Linked DNA regions of Mus musculus: region 1 is linked to region 2. Evidence: chromatin contacts called from public promoter capture Hi-C data. All regions are on one chromosome and are shown on one strand. Each heading gives the region's core, a stretch centred on a gene start, on an enhancer-like site or on the middle of the called end of the contact. The rest is flanking DNA. Distances are from core to core; before and after follow the strand shown. Region 1 holds the start of Ero1a (endoplasmic reticulum oxidoreductase 1 alpha). Region 2 holds the start of Pxk (PX domain containing serine/threonine kinase).

The links. Promoter capture Hi-C pulls out the DNA fragments that hold promoters and counts their contacts.
Region 1: a promoter capture Hi-C map of the HPC-7 cell line shows a contact between it and region 2. The contact joins the promoter of Ero1a here to the promoter of Pxk in region 2. A contact is called at or near these places in 3 of 39 promoter capture datasets (the HPC-7 cell line, cranial neural crest and pre-B cells).

The regions. Positions count from the first base shown.
Region 1 is chr14:45,316,613-45,322,579 of GRCm38.p6, forward strand. Ero1a (endoplasmic reticulum oxidoreductase 1 alpha) reads right to left here and starts at 1,960. Exons shown (of 16, transcript NM_015774.3): 1 at 1,765-1,960. The coding sequence starts at 1,878.
Region 2 is chr14:8,096,324-8,102,822 of GRCm38.p6, forward strand. Pxk (PX domain containing serine/threonine kinase) reads left to right here and starts at 1,888. Exons shown (of 18, transcript NM_145458.4): 1 at 1,888-2,093. The coding sequence starts at 1,992.

The DNA.
Region 1 (5,967 bases), core at 710-3,209, about 37 Mb after region 2:
CCTAGACTACACAGTGATTTCCAGAACAGCCAGGGCTATGTTAAAAATGGCTAAAGATAGGCAGATAGACAGACAGACTGACAGATAGATGGATCGATTGATCTGAAGATATTTTGACAACAGCTAAAAAAAAAAAAACCAAAAAAAACCCCTTATTACTAACCAAGGGAAAATGCAAAAATAATTAAAAGTTCCTCAATTTTAAGTAAATATCCAAAAAGATTGGTTGTATAACAAAGTTGAAGAGTCAAACAGTATTTGAATACCATTACCCAGAGAACATACTTGAAAGTGTAACTCCTAGTATCTTTTCTCAACACTCTAGTTAAAAGCTTCCTATCTCAAGTGTTTAGATGTTGAAACTGTTTACCTTAAATTTGTAATCAATAGAAAAATGGCCTTTTTCTGGACTTCTAACAACTCACTTCTGCTCCAAAATTACTCAACAAAACAATAAAATCCAAAAGTTTAAAGCGATGAAACAGATAACACCCCTTCTTCCTGACACTCGAGTGCTTATCTTACAGTATCATATGCAGCATACACGTATTTCTGATCACAAATAATAAGACCCACGAGTGACCTGGCTGTCTATCCCTCCATTTTTTTATAGATGTAATTTCAGAAATCGAAGTCCACCAAAAAGGTGGCTATAAGAAGAGCCACTGCTTATAGGGCTATAAGAAAGCCAATGCTTGGTCATTTGCCTGAGGACCCGAGGTGGATCCCGGTGTCCCATGTGGTGGTTGGGGAGAGGTTCCTGCAAGCTGTGGACTAAAAGCACCCCCTACAATGCGTACATTCACAGGTACAATATACATACCCACAAAACAAACCTGTATTTTAAACATCGTAAAGAACAGTAATGAACAAGTCGAGGGGGAAAGGGTGCTGGCCAGCGCCAGGTGTGGTCGTGAACGTCTGTTTAACAATACAATTTACATATTAAGTATCTCAGTAATAAAATGATCTAATACACTTTTAAACAGAAGAAAGTCTGGGGAACCGCTAATATTCGAGAGTTCTTCCAGGCTTTACAAGAAAGCACTAAGAGACTAGCACATCGACTGAATATGATACTTCTGGGTATTTCCAAGCTGTTAGCATTTCCTTAAGACAGCAAAATGAAATTCACAGTTATTTCAATGCGCCTAGCCTAAACGGCCTCATACAAAATTTACAGGCTACACTAAGAAAATAAAATTCTTTGAATGTTTTGCTCACGGAACCCACATCTCCTACAGAAGTAAATAATCACAGCTCATAATCAAACTTGAATACAGAAGAGCTAGGGCCTACCTCGGATTCCGCAAAGGAAGTGTCAGTATACGAGAATAAGCTTCAGGGGCAAGGTGCACCATACACAGGCCGAGAAGTCACAGGACAACAACAGCCGCAAAGACACCAGGCAGTTAGATCAGGCCACCCAAAGAGCCCCTCAAGGTCATTCAACCTCTTGACAACGACAAGACCTAAAGAACAACTAGTCTCCCCAAGAGTCCATATCGGGAACAGAAAGGCTGGGGACGTCCCCGGCACCGCTCGCACGAGGTGCCCAGGTGCCGGGTCCATTCAGAACCCCCGGTCCTGTGGACACGGAGCAGCCAAGGCAGGATGCAAGGAAGCAGTGTGACAAGCTGGCCAGGCGCCCACGCCCATCGAAGGGTGCCCCGTCCCGGGGCGATCGGGAACGCGGTGCGGGCCGCGCATCAGGATCGCCGGCGCCCGGAGATGCGCAGCCCCTGGGCCGCCCGCGCGCCTCACCTGGCAGAAGCAGCGCTGTGCCGCTGTCTCCGGCCGCCGCTCCTCGCCGTGGCCCAAGCGCAGCAGCCACACGACGCCCAGGAGTCCAACGAGCAAGCCCCAGGCGCGGCCCATCGCCGCTCGCCGCCCACCGCCCTCTACCCGCGCCGCCGTGCTTGGCTCCCCGGCGCAGGCCGCGCGCCCGCTGAAGTAGCCTGCGCCGGCCCCGCCCCGCGCTCCGCCCTGCGCCCTCCGCGCTCCCGCCTCCCCTGCGGACGTGCAGCGGCGCGCGCCTCTGTCCACGCGAGCCTCGGGCGGCCGCCTTCCTGCGCGCCCCGCTCACGCACCCGCCTCCGGTACACCTGGCCTGCAGCTCGTCCGGCGCAAAGACGCGGTCCTTCCGGGGTCGGGGTATCCCCCGAGCCACACTGCCCGGGGCCTGCGCCGTCCTGCCCGCCCCGCCCCGGAGCTCACGCCAGCCAGCCCATCCTTTCTCAACACTAGGAAATCCCGAGCCTGGGTTACGTGTCCGCCGTGCTCTGGCTGCCTAAGCCTTTTAAAAGGATGTTGGAGTTCATCTCGGGGAGCACGGCCGTACACACGATTCAGTGGCTTTCTAGTTTTTCCCTTCCTACATCCTACAAAGGGAACAGGTGAAATTGGTTTCCAAAGGGCTGTGCACCGCGGCTTACACCTATAATCCAACACTCCAGAGACTGTGGCAAGAGGATTGCTCAATGTCAAAGACAGCTTGAGCTACATACTTCCTGCCCTATAGAGTTAGGCTCTATTTTATAAATAAATGTTTAAATATAATAATAAAAACATGTTTTTATTAAACTAGCATAGAGAAGATATTAGCTCAATGTGTAGTCCCGATTTGTTCATAAAAAATTGACTCCTTTTTTGCTGTATTTTATGCGAATTAGGCATATTTCACAAGCTAGAGAGCAATGTGGTAAAGACTATTCAATCTCTCGTTTCATAAGTGGAAATGGGGAAAGCTGTTGCTAAGAACTGGAGTCAGGCAGTGAGAAGCCTTGCTTAGCCTGTTATCTATAGCATGCACTGTACACAGAGTAAGATAATATGGCCTTATAAGCTAATATTGTCTTCACGATAGCTATATTCCAGCTCATACTTACCTTTTCTAGAACCAGATCATAGTGTCTCTGTTACAGGTGTTTTTGCTGGTGTTCTTTTCACACTGTTCCAGATTAAAAGCAAGTTTCCATTCAATTCACTTTGCAATGCCGAGCTTGGCCTTGGAAGTACACAGGTGCATCGGCTCCATAAAACTGACAATGTCGTCAGTTTTCTTGGCTTCGTTGTCTCGTTTAGCTTGGGGTAGTGCATTTTTATTTTGATGAAGGGTCTCACTGTGTATTCCTGACTGGTCTGGAACTTACACTGTGGACCACGCTGGCCTCGAACAGGCAGAAATCAATTCACCTCTGCCTCCCTAGACCTGAGATTAAACACCTGTTGCCACCACAACCAGTCTTCCAGTCTTATTTTTAGTTCACTAATAATTGTGTGTAAGATATGTTTTCAATCCATATGTACATTGTAGGAAGACTCAATCACACTAATATATCCATCACCTCACCAGCTTGACTTTTTCTTACAAGAATGTTTAAAAAAATAAGTCTATTAGTATCTTCAGTCTATTAGTAGCTTCCAAGTACACGGTATATAAACCACAGCCTCCATGCAATACCATGGGTCAACGAAACTTACTTTTCCAGTCTAACTGTACCTTTGTGCCCTTGGACCAACTTTCCTCTCTCCAACCTTCTCTGGTTACCACTTTTCTACAGATTCTATGAGACTGGCTTTTTAAATTTCACACAAATGAGATCACACAGCACTTCTCTCTCTGCTCTTGGCTTCATTCCACTTAGCATGGTGTTCTGCAGTTACAGCTGTGTTCCAGGTCACCGCATGCCCTTCTTTATAAGTCTACACAGTACTCTGTGTCAGGGTACACACACTCAGGGTGTGCTTCCTTATTTGTTCATCCACTGATGGATGCTTAGTGTGCTCCTCGTGCTGAGCCACACCGAGACCTCCTCAGACCCCTTGGAATATAAAAAAGATGAGTGGCTAGGCTTGGTGGCTCATAGTGTAGTTAGTCCCAGCACACGTTTAGGGACAGCCTGGTCTACATATAGAGTTCAGGACTATATAACAAGTTCCTATCTTGAAAAAAAAAAAACGACAACAAACCCACTAGGCAAACAACACTACCTGGCTAATAAAGCTGGGCATAGTGGTATAGTGTAACTCCAACAGAGGCAGGCAGATCTCTGTGTTTTCCAGGACAGCCTGGGTCTATGTGCAGTGAGTTCCAGGACAGCCAGAGCTACCCAGTAAGAACCAGCTAGAAAAACAAACAAACAAAGACTAAGACAGGGGGATCATCATGAGTTTGAATCCAGTTGGGGCTACATAGCAAGACCTTGTCTTAATAAGAATTTAGAAAAAAATTATGGACATCATATTTGGGAAATAGCAGAGATTCCACAAGAAACTAAATATAGAGTTACCAGCCTGGTCATTTCCATAAATATCATTGTGTGAACATCTGAGCTAGTTGAAATGTGTATACTGTATGGATACTTGCCCTCTCCACAGTCAATATTTGTATGACATCTGTGGTAACATTTTCTTCCTTGTATTTCTACCACTGCATTGCAAACTTTTAAAACCGCTTAAACATGGCCTCCATCCTGAACATACCTTAGACTCCCAGGTTTTTGTTTGGGAATGAATAGCTTTTCTTATGACTAAGCACTCTTATCATCACAACTGAGAGACAAAGCAAAGGAAGAGAAATACTGAGTGAGTAAAGTAGAAGCTTTCTGAAGCAAGCTTGGTGCAGCTTAAGATGCTACACTGATGCAAGAGCCTGTAACCTGAGTGAACTGGTAAGTGCCAGCTTTCCCTAGAGTTCCCAAAAGACCTTTCGTTCAGTCTTCTGAGTGAGATTTCTTCTTCAATATGCCTTCCTAGGACATATTTCATGTCATTCAGTAACAATTTCAAGAGTCCCAGGGGATACGAAGTTCAGTCCTTGATTCTGAAAGCCCAGCCTCCTGTTACAGCTTTGTTCAGCAACATTAAATTGTTGGGAGATGAACTAGATCACAAGTTTGTTATTCTAATACTAGAACAACATCATGACAGACTTGATGCACACAGAATTTCTTGACAGAATGCTGACTGCTATGTAAATAGCAGCTATTATTATTAATTTTTTTAATGAGCAAAGCAGGAAGGGCCTTGCACCAGTTTCTCAAAAGGGGACGTGAAGGCGTCTACAGGAAACTTGGCACCTAAACAATTTCCAGCATTAAACAGACAAGAAAGAAAGAATTTAAAGGAAAAGATGTAGTCACGGAAGAATGACTAAGCAAAACTTTAAAGGCTTGGTGCCACATGATTAGACCCCGTTATCTAATCTTTACTGAGTACAAATGTCACATTGTCAGACCTTCCTTGACATATGATCAGAACTATCTGAGGTGGGAAGGAAGACACAGCCACTTAAGCTGTCTTTATGTACAGTTCCTGTGTAAGCAAGCTACGTATTATTGTCCCTGACTTCACTTCTTCATTTCCCATTCCTGCCTCAACCCACAGTCTATCTGGTTTCCAGGTTACCAGCCCTCCTACGCCTCTTTAAATGGTGTATCATACTAAATTCAGTGACCATTTTCCAGGAGGTACACGCTACACTGGAAAAGGCGGAGTCCTCTCTCTCTAAAATCAGTGTGAGGTGTAGAAGACATGTCAGGGTCTCTTTATGACCTCCTCCCGTTTCGTCTGTCTTAGCATGTAGCCCAGGCTGGACTCTAAGTCACTGGCTTCCTGATCCAGTCTTCCAAGTGCCAGGATTGCAGGCATAGGCGGACACACCCACTCTCCCTATTCCTTCCTGATACTAATTAACTATATCCTTCATGATCTTTCCCACAGGCCACTTTGGAGACATGACTACTCCTTGGGATTCCATCCATCTTTAGTATCTCCTGGAGAACATTGCTTAGTCTCATAATGTTAAATGCCTTCTCTACACTGGAGACTCCCAAGTGTGTATTTCTAGCTCAGTCTCTCCCTAGAGTTTCACAGTTTAACTACTTGTTGGGCACATACACCTGCTTTTCTGAGAGATAACTGGTCACACTCTCCATGGCCAGGCATCTGGAAAGCAGAAAGATA
Region 2 (6,499 bases), core at 638-3,137:
AATTGAACTCAGGACCTCTGGAAGAGCAGTCAGTGCTCTTAACTGCTGAGCCATTTCTCCAGCCCATGATTGTATAATCTTATACTGGGGATTAAGTGCTTGTCTTTACATGGTATACGTCTGTGTGAAGCTCTCATTGCTTTCTTAAGTATAGCCCTCTTAGAGATAGAATCGCAGTCTCAAGGTGAGATGTGGTCAAGCCTTTCATATGCATTATTAAATCCCAGCACAACCACTCAGCTTATTACATGGTAGGTTCTCAGTAAATCAGTAAATACTCACTGAGTGACTTAATGCCTTCCATAAGGGTTAGGCCACTTTATATTCCCACCAACGAAATATGAACATGGCCTTGCCTTGATGGATCCCCACCATGACCAGAGTAATAATGCAGACTTTGTGTTTCTGTTCCTCTGACAATTAAATACTCCCTGTCCTTAAACAAAGCAATGGAGGAAAGGAGTGGAACCGTCCTAAAGTGACACATGGTTTGGCTTTAGTGGATTACTGCTCTAAAGCACATAGGAATAAAAATGAGATGCAAGAAGAGGTCTCATTGATTTAGGGCTAAATTAAGAAGATCCCCAGGTCTCCTCTGAGCATTGGCCCCTGAAGGCACTCTGGTGTCACTTGGCTCCTTGGGGTTGCCCAGCAATCTCTAAGCCTGAACTCTGAAGAGAATAACCGTCAAGAGCAATCTAGACCTTTGCTATGATGTCATCGCAGTGGTGATGGATGCACAAAGAAGCTTGGTTTCTATGAATAAAATAATAGAAATTCAGTGGAAACAAGCAGAAATAAATCTCTGTTCTGTGAATTGTCAGGATGGAATGCATATTGTTTGAGATTTTAAATATGTGCAAAGTTCCTTCCTGTCCAATTGCATTCCTATTACACATTCTACATGGCATTTACTTAGTTTTGCCAATGGAAGAGTGAGGTCTCAGGGTGTGTGTGGTGTGTGTGTGTGTGTGAGAAAGAGAGAGAGAGACTTATTCAAGATCACACAGACCCTCAACAGGGTCCTAGTCATCTGATCTAAGTTTAATTTCATTATTATCCTGGAAGGCTGTGGTCTTGGGTTAAGGTGAGCAGGGTAGATTTGGTACTGACAAGTTGATCATCAAGTTTGATAGTTCTGAGTTTGAGGTTCTTGGAGCCTGTTCTAGGACCGACCAAATATTCTCACCGTCTAAGAGATCTGAGTGTTCTTTGGTTTCAAAGACTTTAAAGCTCAACTGTGAGCTAGGACCAAGCATACAAGCAGGGAAATCTTTGCATCAGTTATTTTATTTTATTTTTCCACCTCTGTCTTAAAGCTTATTGTTTAAAGATTAGGAACTAAACCCCGTGGGATCCAGTTATGAGAGTGTGGCACCTAGGTTCTCCTGAAGATCCAGGTTTAAAACATGAATCCAGATTTGGTTTACAAAGTTTGGTCTATAAACTCAGACTGAGAAGCCACCCTGAAGTTGTTTTTTGTTATATCCTGAGTCCTAAGGTCCTTGGGCAGGAAAGTGTGATTAGGAGCAGTAGGGTCTCAAATCTACCAGCCTGAGTTTCTGAACGGTTCATCTGAAAAGCTCAGTTCTGTTAGAGTCCAGAGAAGCAGTGCGAGATGTGGTGGTAATGGTTTAGTTTTGTGCTCCTCGCCCGAGGCCAGGAGCTCACAGTACTGAGTATACGCTGCGGGGGCGAGGAGGCGCCAAGAGAGCAAGGGACATAATGCCTCTGACTGCAACCATGGGACGACGATAGCAGTCACCTACCCTGCCGTGAAGAACGGCGCTAGGACCCAGCGAGGTCGGGCAGACTGGTGTTGACAGCCGGCAGGCAGAGACGACCGGCGCTAGGACCCGCGGGCGGCGGCGGCGCGCGGGGCGCGGGGCGGTGCGCGTTGACAGCAGCGGCGGCGGGACGCGGCGGGTGGCGGGGCTCGGCGCCTCCGGTTCCTGCCCCGGCTTCAGAGGCAGCGGCGGCGGCGGCCCGGGATGGCCTTCATGGAGAAGCCGCCGGCTGGCAAGGTGCTGCTGGACGACACGGTGCCGCTGACAGCGGCCGTCGAGGCGAGCCAGAGTCTGCAGTCGCACACGGTGCGCGGCTGGGGCGGGAGGCCGGGGCCGAGGGCGGGGGCCGGGCGAAGGCCGGACGGCGGCGCGGCGCGGCAGGGCGCGGGCACCGGAGCCGGGCAGGTGTGTGAGCCCGCTGCCTCCCTCCTGCCGGGCCGCGGCCGGGGCGGCGTGCCCGCGCATCCCAGACCCCCTGGAGTGGCTTAGGGGAGCCCTCGGTGCTCGTAGTACGCACAGGCGAGTTCATTTCTGCCACATGCAGTCTTTTATGGGGCTTTAAAGCCACGCTTGCTTTCATTTGCCGGTACTTCCCCCCCTTTTTCCTTTTGGAAAGGTGCTCTATGTCTTGTAATTTACAAGCAGTAAACCCTAGGAACCAGTAAAAACCGGGGAGCTTGTAGCCTCTAGGACTTGATCGAGGAAATGATGAATGGGGTGGGGGTGGGATTGGGATTCCTGAGATTGTAATGTTTTGTCAGGCCAGCAAATCAGATTCCAGCCCAGAGTCTTGTTTATCAAGCAGTGTTTGGGGGTTCATCATCTGGAGGCTAAAGCCCCACAAAAGCCTTCTGTGTCTCTGTCTCTTTGTCTCGCCGTCTCTTTTTCCATCTCGCTGTCTCTGTCTCTTGTTTCTGACGTTCCCTGTGTGTTTATCTCTGTTTCTGTGTGTGTATGTTCAAATTCTTCGCTAGTCAAAGAGATCTTTCATTCTGATGTATTAAAGCAGGACTTTTTAGAGCCCTGTTACCTCTCCGACAGCCTTGCTTTGTAGGTCAGGATTGTTGAAAGCATTTATTCTCACTTAGAGAAATGACTGTCTTTTTTTAAAAAATGCACTTTTTCTCCCAATGGTAGGTAACATCCTAAGTCCTATTGTAGAAACTTATGAAAGGCACCAAAAATCTATGAGTTTGTTGCGCTTGTAATTTGTTGCAAAGTGAGTATTTAAGGCCATGTTTATGGAAGGTAATAATAATTCTTTCAAATTATGTTTTTTGACTGGATTACTGGCAAGTAAGTCTTATAACCTCATAGGGTGTTTTAGGTCTATTTAATACTAAAGAGATGGATGCTCAGAGACCACTTCCTCTAGAAAGCCTTCCTTCCTGCGTAGCTATTACCCTAGGCAGTATGGACACCAGGATGGTTCTGTAATTTCCTCTCTTCCAAGCTTTGACAGGAGGGTCTCTGTCTGATAGCATCTCATATGTGTCGATTGAACAGATCAGTGAATGGATTGCAACCTCACTGTGCCCCGTTTCCTGTTTGTGTAGAGATGGTTGTGAAAGTCGGAACAACCTGGCTTCTGCTAACAGGTCAGTGTGGAGGTGAGAGATGTAATGGGTTCCATAGTCACTCCAGAACTCGTCATTAAAACAAGTGTAAGGAATTTTAGGGCAAAAAATTGGCAGTTTTTATAATGATGAGTGAACAGAAAAGACAGTGACTCACAGGAGACCCAGAGAGGCAGACGTGGAATGAATACAGAGTGTCGTCTTGCGTAACATTTGACTGTTCTGTGCTCTTGCCGTTTTAGCTGTGACGTGGACGACTGAGGCATGTTGCCTCAGCCCTAAACTTTATTGAGAAAAAGCAGATACTGACACAAACTTCTTGGCCTGCTGATGAGTTACGAGTAGGTCCCTTGAAAACAGGAACAGTTGGAAATTATTTTGGAAAGAAGTAGTTATTGAAAGTGGTGTGTGGGCGAAGAGAAAGGCATTGCTCTCCTTTGGGTGGATGGAAGGTGGCTCTACAGTGTGTTGGCTGTGGAGATCTCAGAGGTCAAGATGCACCCTTCAAAATACTGCTTTCTAGAAAGTCACTCCTTGGCTATGGACAGAGACACATGGAGGGTATCTTGTGTTTTTTTTTTTTAAAAAGGAAGAAAGAGTCAGGATATGTTTGGTAGAAGTGTGGGCGGTTTGGTGTGGTGGAAGGGGGTGTCTCTGTGGGCCCCTGCTGAGGCACCCCTTTCCCCTGAGGTACCAGGCATATGACAGATATACTGTGGAATAGAGTTTATTTAGGGCATGAGGAGGGGAGTTGAGAAGGGAGTAGAGACAAAGAAAGGCAGAGAGAAAGGGAAGAGGAGGAGAAGGAGAGAGAAAATCGGAAAGGCTGTCCAGGAACACTTGTGTGTTGGGGAGGGGCGGGGGGGGGGGGAGGGAAATATGGGAGAGAGAGAGAAGAGGCAGGGAGAGAATGGGGAGAGAATAAGAGAGTAAGAGAGCCAGAGGGGCCAAACAGCCCTTTTATAGTAAGCAAGGCATTACCTGGCTGTTGCCAGGTAACTGGGGCAGAGCCTGGAAGGAATGCTAACATATATAGCAGTTGCCCTTTGGTTTGAAGAGTCAAGCTGACTATAGGTCTGGAAACATGTGTGTCAGTCACATGACTTTGGCCAAGTCACTGAAACTTTTTTCCTCTCTGTTTTGAGGTGTATGTATGTATCCAGTACTATGTATTTCTGTCTGGCCTGGAAATAATAGAGATTCCATCCAGGGTGTTTACCCAGCTCACTCAAAGTTTTATAAATTATATATGTATATATTATTATATGTATGTATGTATGTATGTATGTCATGTGTATGTAGAGGGTGCTTGCCTGCTACTGTGAATGTGTGGTAGTGAGAAGTCAGCTTTCTCCTTTTGCTAGGCCTGATCAGGTCCAATTCAGTTCATGCTTGTAGGCAAGTGCCTTAACTTCTTGCTGAGCCATCTTGCTGTCTCAAACTTTTTTCATTTTTGATGTAGCTGGGTCTGGCCTCGAACCCTGGTCTTCCTGTTTCACCTTCTGAATGCTGGGGTTACAGACATGTTATCAGCGCTGGATTAGTCAGGGTTCTCTAGAGTCACAAAACTTATGGGTAGTGTCTATATAGTAAGGGAACTTGTTGATGACTTACAGTCTGCAGTCCAACTCCCAACAGTGGTCAGCAGCAGCTGTGAATGGAAGTCCAAGGACCTAGCAGTTGCTCAGTCCCACAAAGCAAGCAGTTGAAGGAGAGAGTAAATCTTCCTTCTTCCAATGTCCTCATGTAGGTCTCCAGTAGAAGGTGTGGCACAGATTAAAGGTGTGTGTCACCATGCCTTTAATCCCAGATGACCTTGAACTCAGAGATCTCCCTGTCTTCTGGAATTCATAGCCAATATGCCTCAAGATCTCCATACCAAGATCCAGGTCAAACAGCCTCCAGATTAGGTGAGCCCTCCAATTCTGGATTGTAGTTCATTCCAGATATAGTCAAGTTGGCAACCAGGAATAGCCACTATAGGCATGAACCACTAGGCCCCTCCTTTTAATTTAGTTTGGTCATGTAAGTAGATCTAATCAGTGCATGCTCTCAGCTGTTTCCTTGGTACAAGGGTGAAAAAAAAATCTTTATGAAGTATTTGTAAGGTTGTTCTTTTCTTCCATCTTTATTTCCTAGCAACCGAGGTGTAGAGGGCTAATCACTTTTAAGTATATTATGGCAAGGAAGCTCATTTCCATCCACAGTTGCTTTAGTTTGTCAAATTGTTTTGTCTTAGAAAACAGAATTTACAGCTCAAAATTATAGGGTAAGTCTGACTTTGGATTTATGAAGGGAAAAATTGTGTGGAGAAGACGCGGACACCAGGAAGATGAGGGAACACAAAGTCATTTCCCAAAAAGACACACTTGGATGAGCAGCGCTGGCCGCCTGTGTGGCGGCTGGTGAGTCATTGCCTGGCTTGGGCTGGAATCGTTTTCTTTTGTACATTTTTCCCTCAATGGAGCACAGTGGTTTTAGCTTCAAGAAATTGATCAGGAGGGGCAGAATAGATGGCTCAGTAGTTCAGAGGAGAAGACCCAAGTTGGATTCCTAGCACTGACATGCGATTCACGACTGTCTATCTCCAGGTCCAGTCTATCAAATGCCCTTTTCTGACTTCCATTGGCTCCAGACAGGCAGGTGGTGCACGCACATACACGCAGGTGAAACATCTATGTACATAAAATAAGTAATGGGGCTTTTTGTTTTTGTTTTGTTTTGTTTTTGTTTTTAATGAAATTGCCTAGGAGGCTAGAGGGATAGCTAAGTGGTTAGGAGTGTTCATTTCAAAGTCTGAGGGCCTGAGTCTGAAATCCTAGCATCGTGATAATAAACCAGGCAGAGCTGTGCATTTTTGTAACCCCAACATTGGGGTGCATGCAACACACACACACACACACACGACCCATTAGTCAGGGGTAGGATGCTTTGAGAAGAAAGGTTTCCTACAGAAGAGATTATGGTAAGTGGCCAACAAGTGAGTTGTAAGCAAGTCTGGGAGAAATAAGAGAAGGAAGGGGAAATGTAAGTTCTCAGTTGCCTAACGGGAAAACTCAGAGTCAACCGACTCAGAAAGTGCTGGCCTCACAGACAAAACCCTAGGAAGCGGCCTCTGGAGCGGGGTGTTGTCAG